Linked DNA regions of Mus musculus: region 2 is linked to region 1. The links are chromatin contacts, called in public Hi-C maps. All regions are on one chromosome and are shown on one strand. The core of a region is the stretch at or near the end of the contact, and the rest is flanking DNA. Distances in the headings are between cores, read along the strand shown.

The links. A called contact is a pair of places that touch in the nucleus more often than the background predicts.
Region 2: a contact with region 1 is called in a Hi-C map of cortical neurons, with 4 times the contacts expected there. The contact joins the promoter of Cpxm2 here to the enhancer-like site in region 1. A contact is called at or near these places in 16 of 39 promoter capture datasets (the 3T3-L1 cell line, the HPC-7 cell line, HPC-7-derived erythroid cells and 9 more), 4 of 484 Hi-C or Micro-C datasets (cortical neurons, embryonic stem cells and nephron progenitors), 9 of 115 datasets of contacts at active chromatin or transcription factors (embryonic basal ganglia, embryonic forebrain, embryonic midbrain and 4 more) and 3 of 9 other capture datasets (adipose tissue, liver and pancreatic islet).

What each region holds. Positions count from the first base shown.
Region 1 is chr7:131,906,773-131,912,412 of GRCm38.p6, forward strand. No RefSeq gene overlaps it. Among named protein-coding and RNA genes, the nearest start is that of Gm34725, 54 kb to the right of the region's middle. Within about 2 kb of position 3,004, at least 11 of the 459 cell types and tissues checked have an H3K27ac peak or open chromatin away from gene starts, as enhancers often do. A contact at or near this core is called in cortical neurons, where this site is marked.
Region 2 is chr7:132,153,319-132,159,230 of GRCm38.p6, forward strand. Cpxm2 (carboxypeptidase X 2 (M14 family)) reads right to left here and starts at 1,423. Exons shown (of 14, transcript NM_018867.5): 1 at 968-1,423. The coding sequence starts at 1,295.

The sequences.
Region 1 (5,640 bases), core at 1,754-4,253:
GAATTATCCAACACAAGACCGACACTTAGAAAAGTCTACCAAAAAAATAAGATAAAGGGTAAAAGTGCCCAGCGTGGAAAGCTACTTAGTCTATGTATTTTTCTTCTCCCCTCCCTCCTTCCAAACGTTCCCCTTCTCTCTCTCCATTCCTTCCTTCTGCCACTTGCACATCCAGGGAACATTTTAATTTTGGAAAGAAATGAGAAGTGAGCCAACCAGTCTGTGAAGTGAGTTTGGAGTGTGGGAGGGTCGGGTTGGAAGGAGACGACTCAGTTCCTGCTTGGGGTAGGTCGTTCTGTAGAAGCCTCTGGAAACCCTGTAAGCACAGCAGCAGTGGCCCTGAGGGCGGCCTTGGAGAGTGTCTGGATGCTGAGAGATACAGGGACTCAAGGGTCACCATAGACAGGGCCAGTGAGCCTCAAGCTTTAGACAAGGGTAGAGGCAGAATCTGCCATTATTCCAGAAAGCTATTCAACCAGGTGGCACTATGTCAATGAATCCTCATCTGAGACTTTTAAAACACGTGACAGGTAAATCTTTGTATGCGTGTGTGTGTGTGTGTGTGTGTGTGTGTGTGTGTGTGTGTGGTGTGGGTTCAGGTGCATGTCTGTGTGCATGCATACACACACCAGAGGCCAATCTTAGGCATTTTTTTCCTCAGATGCCATTTGACTTGCTTTTTGAAAACAAGTCTCTAACTGGCCTGGAACTGGACGAGTAGGCTAGGCTGACTGGTGCACGTGCCCCAGGGGTCTGCCAGTCTCTACTTCCCCAGTGCTGGGGTGACAATAATGTACCACCACACCCAGCTTGTTGTTTTGTTTTGTTTTGTTTTGTTTTGTTTATGTAGGTGCTAGGGATTGAGCTCAGACCCTCACACTTCCATGGCAAACAATCTACCAACTGAGCTATCTCCTCAGATCTGGGTAGGCCTTAAGATTGATATTTTGATAGCATGGGGTAGAGTCCCGGATGATAGAAGTAAACTTGAAAGTAAATTCCCTTAGGTCCCCTGGAATAGAAGTTGGTGGGGTGATCAAAGTACATGAAACTCTACTACTTTATAAATTGAAAAATACAATTAAAACATAAGAACGGGGCTGGATAAATGGCTCAGCCATTAAGAGCACTGGTTGCTCTTTCAGAGGTTATGAGTTCAATTCCCAGCAACCACATGGTGGCTCACAAACATCTGTAATGGGATTTGATGTACTCTTCTTGTGTGGCAGCAACAGCATGCTCATATACATTAAATAAATGAATGAATGAATGAATGAATGAATAAATAAATAAATAAATAAATAAAATAACAAGTTAAAAATGAATAGCGGTAGCTTCCATGGGTAGAGAATGCAGCATCCAGAAGTTAGAGGCTTTTAAACAAGTGCCAGGTATAAGATACCTTTGTAGTTATTGGCTGGGAAGGTCCCAGAGGCCTCCAGAAGAATTCACACTACCGCCATTACCATCAATTATCTTCTGGAACTAGATGGTAAGGCCCTATTGCTCAAAATACCTCACAGATTGGTTATAGAACACAAAGAAATCAAAATAGAACTGGATTGGAAATTCCCTCCTTGCTGACTTGCGTTGATAGTGCCAGAAGGTGCTATGTAAGCCACCGTAGGAGGAAATGCAAAAGTAGGTCAGCTAACCATACCCAGGTGTGCTACAATACTGCCCCCCACAGGCAGTACATGGTCACTGCAACAATAATGGCATGACTATTTGTGGGATAACCAGTTACTTTGTGTCTGAACTTGAGATCCTCTTCATACAAGGGAAGACATAACTAACGCATTACAAACGTGGTCAAAGGATAATGACTGGAAGATCACAGACACATCAAACTGCCTTCTAAGTATTCACCTTTATGCCCGTAGCCTAGTCCTACTCTCACTCCAGGGCAGAAGAGGAGAGCTAATGCAGAGACTTTTATCTGGTCAAAGTACTAAGGACACGTGATTGACATGAGCTCAGGCTTACGTGGATTATCTGTATCCCCACCCCCCAGGTCCAGGGACTACTACAGAAGAGATGGTAGAAGGAATTTTGAGCCAGAGGATAGGAGGAGTGTCACAATGCACTGTCATCCAGATAGGACGTAGCCATTGCAACCATGAACACACAGCGACTATGAACACTTGCACAGAAGCAGGCCCTCCCGTATGCTACTGTGGATGGAAGAGGTAACCATGAGATGCTAACGGTTCCTGAGGAGCTGATGGCTGCTAATGGATGTTGGAAGAGGGTGTGTCACTTTCTCCAGAGGTGTAGCCAAAAGGGTGGGTTGGGATGGGGGTGGGGTGCTCTAGGTGGAAGAAGGATAAAAGGAAAGGAGATACCAAGCATCTAAGTTAGGGTTTTACTGCTGTGAACAGGCACCATGACCAAGGCAAGTCTCAAAAGGACAACATTTAATTGGGGCTAGCTTACATGTTTAGAGTTTCAGTCTATAATCAAGGTGGGAGCAAGGCAGCATCCAGGTAGGCATGGTGCAGGAGGAGCTGAGAGGTCTACATCTTCATCTGAAGGCTGCTAGCAGAATACTGACTTCCAGGCAGCTGGGATGAGGGTCTTAAAGCCTACACCCACAGTGACACACCTACTCCAAAAAAACCACACCTTCTAATAGTGCCACTCCCTGGGCTGAGCACATACAAAGCATCACAGCGAGATACAGAAGAGTAATGGAGGAGAATATAACCACAATGCACCGTGTGTGTGTGTGTGTGTGTGTGTGTGTGTGTGTGTGTGTGTATGACTTTAAAAAGTAAAAAAAAAAGTAAAAGCTGTCCTAGTGAGAAACTGAGGGTAAAGTGGAATTAGACAGAAGCTTTGGACAATGAGAGAGGAGCCTTGGGTCATCTGGACAGGGGCATTCTGAGGTTAGATAGAAGGGCAGCTGTGCCAGCAAAGATTCCTATGTTCTGGCTACCTTATTCAGGGATGACAGAGCCTGGCTGTCTGCCAGTGCTGTCCCTCTGCTGCCGGCCAGGCATCCTGCCTCCCAGATCAGCTGTGCTTGCTGTTGTAATTAAACAGTTTACAGAAGCTGATGAAACAGGCGTGCCAAAAGCAAGAGTTGTTTCCATGAAAACTAAGTTTAGTTCTTTGGAAAAAAGCTTGTTCTGTAAATGGAAGTCGCTAAAAATACTCTCTGAAATGGGTGTGGGCGGGATGATTTTAAAAGCCTGGAGAGAGTCATATATGTTTAAAAATACCTGCCCCTGCTTGAGTTCTCCCTTATTTTAAAGATCGAAATTGGAAATTATAGACAATTTTCAGAGCAAGGATTATATAAGAAAAATGACTGGGAATTCATAACAAAGGCTTTATTCTCGAAGGAAGGCTTCCGTTAAGCCAACGAACGACGTGGGTCTTAAATTAAGATAAAATGCTTAATGTACCATGATGATGTGTTTAAGGAGAATTAGACAAAATCAGAAAGGGTCATTTCTCATTCGTTAAGAGCTTAGATTTTCCTGCAGCCACAGGGAGCCACTCGGGTTAGGAATGGTGGGTCTGGCTTCTTAGAGCATGCAGCTTATGCGCTAGGTCTGTGGGGTTGAGGTGGGGTCAGATCAAAGCTAGCAGTAAAGAGACTCTGGGGCTGGGGAGGCTCAGTGGGCAAAGTGTTTGCTCTCCAAGCATGAGGACCTGAGTTTGGTTCCTCAGCATCAGGGTAAAAGCAGGATGTGGCAGCAAGGGTTTGTATAACTAGTGTTGATGAGATGGAGTCAGGACGCTCCCTAGGTCATGCTGGGAGGCCTTTCCAACGGAGTCCAGAAGCTCCAGGTTCCGTGAAAGACCATGGCTCAGCGAAGTAAGGCAAAGGAAGGTAGAGATGACATTTTAAGTTATGTCTGGCCTCCACATGCATGAGAACGCATGTACACATATGTAATGACCTCTCTCTCTCTCTCTCTCTCTCTCTCTCTCTCACACACACACACACACACACACACACACACACACACACATAATCACACACAGAGAGACAAGGAAAATCTGTAATCTAGATGTCGGGAGTAAAGAAAATGGAAGTACAGAAAGGAAGACAGCATGAGAGATTTTCAGGAGGCAGAGTGACTAGGCTGAGACCATTGTGTCTGGGGTTTGTGGTCTGAGTGATGGCGGGGCAGGAAGAGTGATAGAGATGCCTGTGAAGGCTTCAGGTCAGATTCAGTGAAAGCAACAGGGCCAGAATCAGATAGAACCCAGAAGAGACAGGAGTGTGTTCTACTCACCGAGTCTTCTCCTTCTTGCACAGCCTTAGGATCAAGGTGTCCTTTCAGATTCCATTCTTTTTTTTTAAATATTTTTATTACATATTTTCCTTTACATTTCCAATGCTATCCCAAAAGTTCCCCATACCCCCCCCCCACTTCCCTACCCACCCATTCCCATTTTTTTGGCCCTGGCGTTCCCCTGTACTGGGGCATATAAAGTTTGCAAGTCCAAAGGGCCTCTCTTTCCAGTGATGGCCGACTAGGCCATCTTTTGATACATATGCAGCTAGAGTCAAGAGCTCCCGGGTACTGGTTAGTTCATAATGTTGTTCCACCTATAGGGTTGCAGATACCTTTAGCTCCTTGGTTACTTTCTCTAGCTCCTCCATTGGGAGCCCTGTGATCCATCCAATAGCTGACTGTTCTTAAAGCCCCACTGTGAAACAGTACTGGTCCCCAAAAGAAGCTGCACACTCTACTTGGTCCAGACCTTTGTGCACTAGCCCTGAGCTCATTTTCCTGTAAATGACATAGCTTTTTTTTTTTTTTTTTTTTTTTTTTTTTTGATGGAGTCTTTTTTATTAGCAAATGTCCTGAGGCTTTAGTGTCAGAGAGAATCCCATATTTCTATGCATTACTCCATATGCTGCGAAGGAGATATTGGACATCACTGTCCTCCATGACCTTAAACCTTCTAGCATGATGCTCTATGGAATCTGGGCTTGGGGGAATATCGCCTTGATATTGGTAATGCTAAAAAAAAGAGAGGGGGAATATACAAGGAGTTTTGCAGCTATATCTTTACATAAAACACATGGGCTACCACTAATATAGTGGGAGAAGGAACTAGGAGTCCCAGAGTACACAAGTGCAGATTGCGTTACCTGTCTGCAGAAAGGTATGGAAGTATTCACACATATGACCTGGAAATGCCACCTCTTCATTCTAATTATATGTACTTGTTATCTTTTTATTTGCTTTCCACTTTCTTTTAAGGTGATTTTGCCCTCCCCCCATTACACACACACAACATACACTCATGTGCCTAATCACCTGTCTCCCAAGTTGGTGGAACTTTTGGAAAGTTGTGGGATCTTTTCCATGTTGGCATACATGTATGTGTGGTTTCACGTACAAGTATATGCATGAAGGCCAGAGTTCAATGCTGGGTTGTCTTCTCAATCACTTTGCTGTGATTTGTTTTGAGACAGCCTCTCTCACTGAACTCACCAATTAGTTAGCCTGGCTGGTCAGCAAACCTCAGTGGTTCTCCTGTCTCTGCCTCCCCAGTGCTGGAATGGCAGCCCATGTACCACCATACCAGATTTTAGTGTATGTTGTGAGTATTCAGCAAGTCCCCATGCTTGCACTTCAAACACTTTACTGTCTGAGCCATCTCCTGGACCCA
Region 2 (5,912 bases), core at 173-2,672, 240 kb after region 1:
GAACTATCAATGGCAGACGGCAGGGACTCAGCCATATACAAAGGTGATAGCCTCAAATTGGGGCTCAAGAGTGTCAGCATCTTCCCTTGCCACCCCGCCTGGTGAATTTAATATTCGTCTAACCAAATGAAAGCCACTTCTGAGTCCAGAGCTCTGTGACCTGGCACGTGATTCCTTTCAGGCAAAGAAACGCAAAGGCCATAGAATTTGGTCACTGTCCTGCTGGCTTCCTGTGATTGAAATAGTGGGAACACAGCTCCTGCACTGAGCAATCACTATCTGAAACAGTTAAGAGAAAGCCCTCTTCACAGGTTTGGGATACAGGCTGGACTAGAAGAAAGTGAGGATGGATTTGAGATTGGCCCAAGGGATGGGTAGAGCATCCCAGGCTGCCAGGCACTCAGAGCTTTCCAGGGCTCCTGTAGTCTGCCCTTTCCAAGAAGGCAGAATCTTGGCTGCTACAGGGACCAAGAGTGATCCAAAGTCTGCAGCTGGGACTGTGCCATTCTGTGCATAGTGGATTTAAGGGCCCCACTGACTGGGGTGGAGGGAGCTGAGAAGGGCACTGTCTGAATAAAGGTCACTGACTGAATCTTGCCAAGGCCATCTGCCAAGTGACACCGGCCGGTCACATGCCCATTGATAAAATCGGTCTGAAAAAAACACTTCTAAAGATTGAATACATAAGCAGAGCAGGAAGAAGCAACAGATGCCTCCTTAGGCTGTGCCAGCGAGCATTGGGACACCGGGCCGCTCCCCAGGCAGCTTCCCAAAGAGCTCCATTCTGTTTCTGCCTGAGGGGGCAGGGAGAGAAAGCTGAACTTAGCTCAGATGTAGTCTCTAGGGAATAACACAGGCACCACAGGACTTTGGCTGGGCTCACTCAAGAAAACATACTGGAAGCCAGGTGTCCCCTGGAGTGCCACGATCGCTGGCGCCCCCTCGGGCTGCCCGATGCAAAAGTTACCTGGTGGAGGCGTCTCTGCAACTAACTTCTCCCTCTTGGGAGCCTTCTTGGGCTTGATGGCCTTCTTGGGAGTTCTGTGGCCCTGCTGGTGCGGCTCCTGCTGTTCCTGCTCCTCCACCCTAAGGTCTTCATGCATTGAAGGCGAGAAGAGCTCCGGCTCCGGCTCAGGCTCCGGATGCCCATAATAGCGCCCGCGCCGCCAGAGCTCCTGGCTGTAATAGTCAGGCTCCTCGAAGGCTGCGCCCTGGGCTCTGACTCCAGCCAGGGCCACCGCCACAAGTGCCAGGGCCAGCGCCAGCGCAGGGCAGGCGGTCCCCAGACGGGCCATGCCCGCTCTGCCCCGCACCCAGGGTAGGATCGGGTCCCCGGGAGCGGCAGGCGGGCTACAAATGACGACTACGGCGCGGGACAGGGGCGCGGGCGCTGCAGCGGGTGCAGATGGTGGGTGGGACAGGCCGGACGGGCGGGGCTGGGCCGGAGTGGGGCGGGCAGGGGCGCGCCCAGGAGAGGCTAGGCGCCGGCCGACCCACCCTCCCTCCTACCCGCCCAGGGCCTCTCCAGCAGGTGTTGAAGGCCACTAGAAGACTGTCACCAGCCTTCCTTGCATTTCTAGGAGGCCGATATTTTGTCCTCCTGGGCACCCCTTCTGCAGAGGTAAGGCATGGTGATCGTGGAGAGAACTATAGGGCTGTGTCTTCCATTCCTTCATTTTGCAGAACAAATCTGATTAAGACTGGCTAAGGTAATAACCAGCAGGCTGCCCTCCAGTCGTTTTGCCCCAGACCGTGGAGGAATCCCGGATTCCCTGGAGGAAGTTCCCTGGGAGCAGGGCCTAAGGGCCTGGGAACCCCTGCTGCCTACCGTCCAGAGTGTGGCTCTGTAGGAGAGAATAGAGCCAGCCGAAGACTACTATCTCACAAGTCACAAGAGGGCATTTGTCTCTTCCAGGAATCCAGGCTTCTCTGGAGAACCCTGGTGTCACCTTCCCTTTGATAAAGTGCCTTCCATCTTTACCCATCATGCCGTAGTTTTTTTTCTTAGTGGAGTGGAAAGAAGCCAGTGGCCCTAGCTTCTCTCTGGGCTCTGCACCAGTATTCTATGGCTCCTCTAACACATTGAGACAGGTTTAAAACAAGAGACTCGCTGACTCACAGGTTAAATGTCAGAGGCAGCAGCACCAAGGTGCGTGTAGTGGTGGCTGAGGGACTCATTTGTGGTGAGAGCTGGGGTTGGGGGTAGCTTTCATAGCCACTCAATGAATCGCTAAAGTCAGGTCCTGGCAGTGACTGTTTTGCAGCTTGCTTGCTGTGCTTTCTAGGGGCTGCCTCGGGTGCCCTGCATCTCAGAGTCAGAATTCACAGGTCAAATCCAAACTGTACCTTCAAATCACCCCTATTTTTTTCTATCTCCATCTAGCGGAGAATATACTCCACATTTAAGAGGCTCTGAGATGATCCAGAATTGGTCCCAACTGTCATCAGTCTACTCTGTACATTTAATTCATAAGTTCTAAAGATCCAGTAGAGTTGCCTCCAAGGGGCCACAGTGTCTGCCAGCCACAAAGACAACTAGTCCTTAAGTCTGTCAGTCTGTCCCTGAGGGCCTGGGATATGACCCAAGAATGCCTCTGAGATGAACCTGGGCATTGGGCTAAGGCCTCTGCATTTAGAGGGGAATCACAGGCCTGAGGCCCCCAATGTCAGATGTTAGCCAGCTCAGCTGTGACTTTTTGCCTCACTCCTATGTCCTCACTGTTGCTATCAGACCACCCAGCCGACCTTTGGATTGCAGTTTTAGAACTCCTAGGTGGAAGGGTATTGCGAGAGAAAACTGTAGCTGACACAGGGCCCGTGGCGGATGGCTAGAGGGCCTTGGATCTAGTTGTCAAACCCAGGATAATTGGGAATCAAGATCCAGAGCAGTTCTCCAGAGAAGAAGGAAGTCTCCCTCCTCCCCTGGCTTTCTAAGAAGGCATTGGTTTGGATTGGATCCCCTGCGCTCTTCTCTGTGGATGTCTCCTGCACTTACTCACAGGGGTTGTCCTATCTAAACCCAGCCACTACAGACAAGAAAGCAAGTCCCAGGTATCCGTGTGGCTCAGAGAAGAGAGGCTCCATGGGCAAGACACACTCTTAAAGTCCCAACTAACCAGTGAAGACTAGGAAAAGATCCAACTAGAGTTCTAGCAGAAAAGGACCATATGTATAGCACCCAGACCAGGTGATCTAGTTGTAGACAAACACCAGGCTCCTTCAGACCCTGAAACCTCCTAAACACTAGGCTCGCGTGCTTTCCACGTGATTTTGACAGAGCTGAAGTTTAACACTGCCCTCCATTTCAATTCTACAGAATGGCTGAGGACAGAGTCACTCTCAGACATATGACAAACTGGTAATGAACCAGGTACCATCTGCTTGAGCCAGTAGTTATGGTAAACCTTAGTATCTGTGAATCTCTAACTTCTGGAAGCTTTTATATCTTCCCTTGGTAAGTACAAGGTCAACAGTGGGGCATGCACCTGCCCTGCCTTGTCTGGGGAAGCTTCTAGAGAGCGTCCCCATCTGAACGTGCATCTCTCCAAATCCCTCGAATCAGGAAGTAAGCTCTCCCTGCTAATGTTTGCTTGTTTGTTTTCCCTGGAGAGATGCATAATTAGAGCGAACAAGACAAACAGAACAGAGACTGGCTTGCTCTGTGCCAGCTCTCCAGAGCAACAGCCAGCAGCACATCACTCCTTGCCTCCCCCACCCCACCCCACCCCCTCTGGGGATACTCACTTGAAAATCTGTGCCATCCAGTCAAAGGTCACAAAATACAGAGAGGAGAGCGAAGCTGAGTCTATTATCCTCATCTCCAAGCTTCTTGCCTTCCAGTGCCTGCCTGTTTGCAGGGAAGGTCTCTGCCAAGGTGCCTTCTGGACTGCCCTGATGAAGTCTCTCCTTTCATCCATATGACAGCTATCAGAAAGGCCCATGGATGTCCATTTTTCTTTTCGGTTGTTGTTGTTTGATTGGTTGGTTTTGTTGTTGTTGTTGTTGTTGTTGTTTTGGTGGTAGTGGGGTTTGGTTTGGGTTGTTTGAAGCAGGGTTTTGTGCATCCCGGGCTAATCTTAGACTCCCAACACTTCCAAAGATGACCTTGAACTTCTGATCGTCTTGCTTCTACCTTCCGAGTGTTGGGATTGAGGGCCCACATAACTAATCCCAGTTCTGTGAGGTGTTGGAGACTCAGGGCTTCATGGATGCATGCAAGCACTCTACCAACTGAGCTCCATCTCGGACCTGGCATCATTCTTTAACTGACTCCTTCCTCCACCCCTGCCGATCCCCCCTAGCCTCTCATTCAGAGACCTTTGCCAGGTCACCGCAGCTCTCCCTTCATGGTCTTCCTGTTTCCAGCTCTCTGACTGGCACTTGAGGTTTCCACCCACTCTCCAGGTCCAGTGTCCATCACCCCCCTAGTGAAGACCCCACACAAGTTCAGTCCACCTAAATGAGATCTCAGGTTCACTGTGCTAAACGTTAGGCCTCTCCACTCCCAACGGGTGACCAGGGTGAGACGTATTGTTTGTAGCCTGTGACACAGCTTTTATAGGCTCCTCAGAAACTAGTGATTATGATAATCTACTGATTTTACATCCTCTGCAGAAACAAAGAGAGCACAAGAGAGACAGAAAATCCTTGTCACGTGACTAAACTTGGCGAAGGTCTTTTGTAGCTCCAGCCAGCGAATGTTTTCCTCTGAAACCGTTTTTGCTCTTAACCCAATAATGTGTCCATCTAACTTCAGTCTAAGACCCCATCAAAGGGCTGGGAGCATCTCGCCAGAGGATCAGAGGAGCTTGATAAAATATGGATTCATCTTGGATGATAGCCATGCAATAAAACCAGGCTTTCTAGTTTGCAGGGCTGCTACCAAACAGGAGGACCAAAATGGCAGCTTAGATCCCTCCCGTTTTCTGGGTTTGCCACAGGCTCATTGTTTGCTTTGCTCAAGAATCTATTGCTACATTTCTGTTAAGTAAGGTAAGCCAATGTTTGTCTGCTCATCCATCTCTGAGACTCGGAATGCCGTTAAGCCAATTTCTGTTATACAACATAAATCTGTACTTGTCAAATAATCCTCAAACACCTTACACAGCTAATAATTGTTCAAATATTTATGAGCCCCACAGAGGAGATTTATGTTAAGCTGCTTGACAAGGAACAAGAGGCTGCGCAGTTCCTGGGAACATTCTGTTGAAACAAATATTGTCAAGACATCAATACGTTCATAGCAATTTTTTTCGTAATGGACTCTCACACCTGCTCATTTCCCTAATTATGCCTGTGACTGTTACTCTTTTAGAATTTTTTTGAAGGATCAGTAATTTGAAAAATTAGCTGCTATATAAAGAAAAATACGTACTCGGGCACAGCCCATTTCTAAAAATACAGTCTGGAGATGGATGCTCAGGGAGAAAGATACTGAGTTGTTATGGCAACTATGATTATAATTACGAAGCCGGAGGGCTTTTCCTGTTCATTACTATGTTGAGATGTGGTGATTTAAATGGCATTGTCCTTTGTACTGTCTCAAACTCATTACTACATAATTATCCATTTCATATTTAATCTTCAACATGTTTGCTCTTATCCCTACACCCTGTAGATTTGGCATCTTTTAATGTCTTATTCTTAGTTCATGGCTCCCCCTTGGAACCTAGCTCTCTCCCTGCTCTGTGATTTCATTTTCAGTTTGACCTTTGGGGATGCATGCTTGGGCATGAGCAATTCCGTTTGTAAATAACAAGACACTGTTGTGAGAGCATCCCAGTGGGCACCGGGGGAGATGAAAAGTCAGCCCCTACAGGGCATCCTCCAAGATCCAGCCTCTTTGGATCACCTACTGTTGTCTTAGTTACTTCTCTTCTCACCACTGGGACCTAATAGCTGGCGAAGCAACT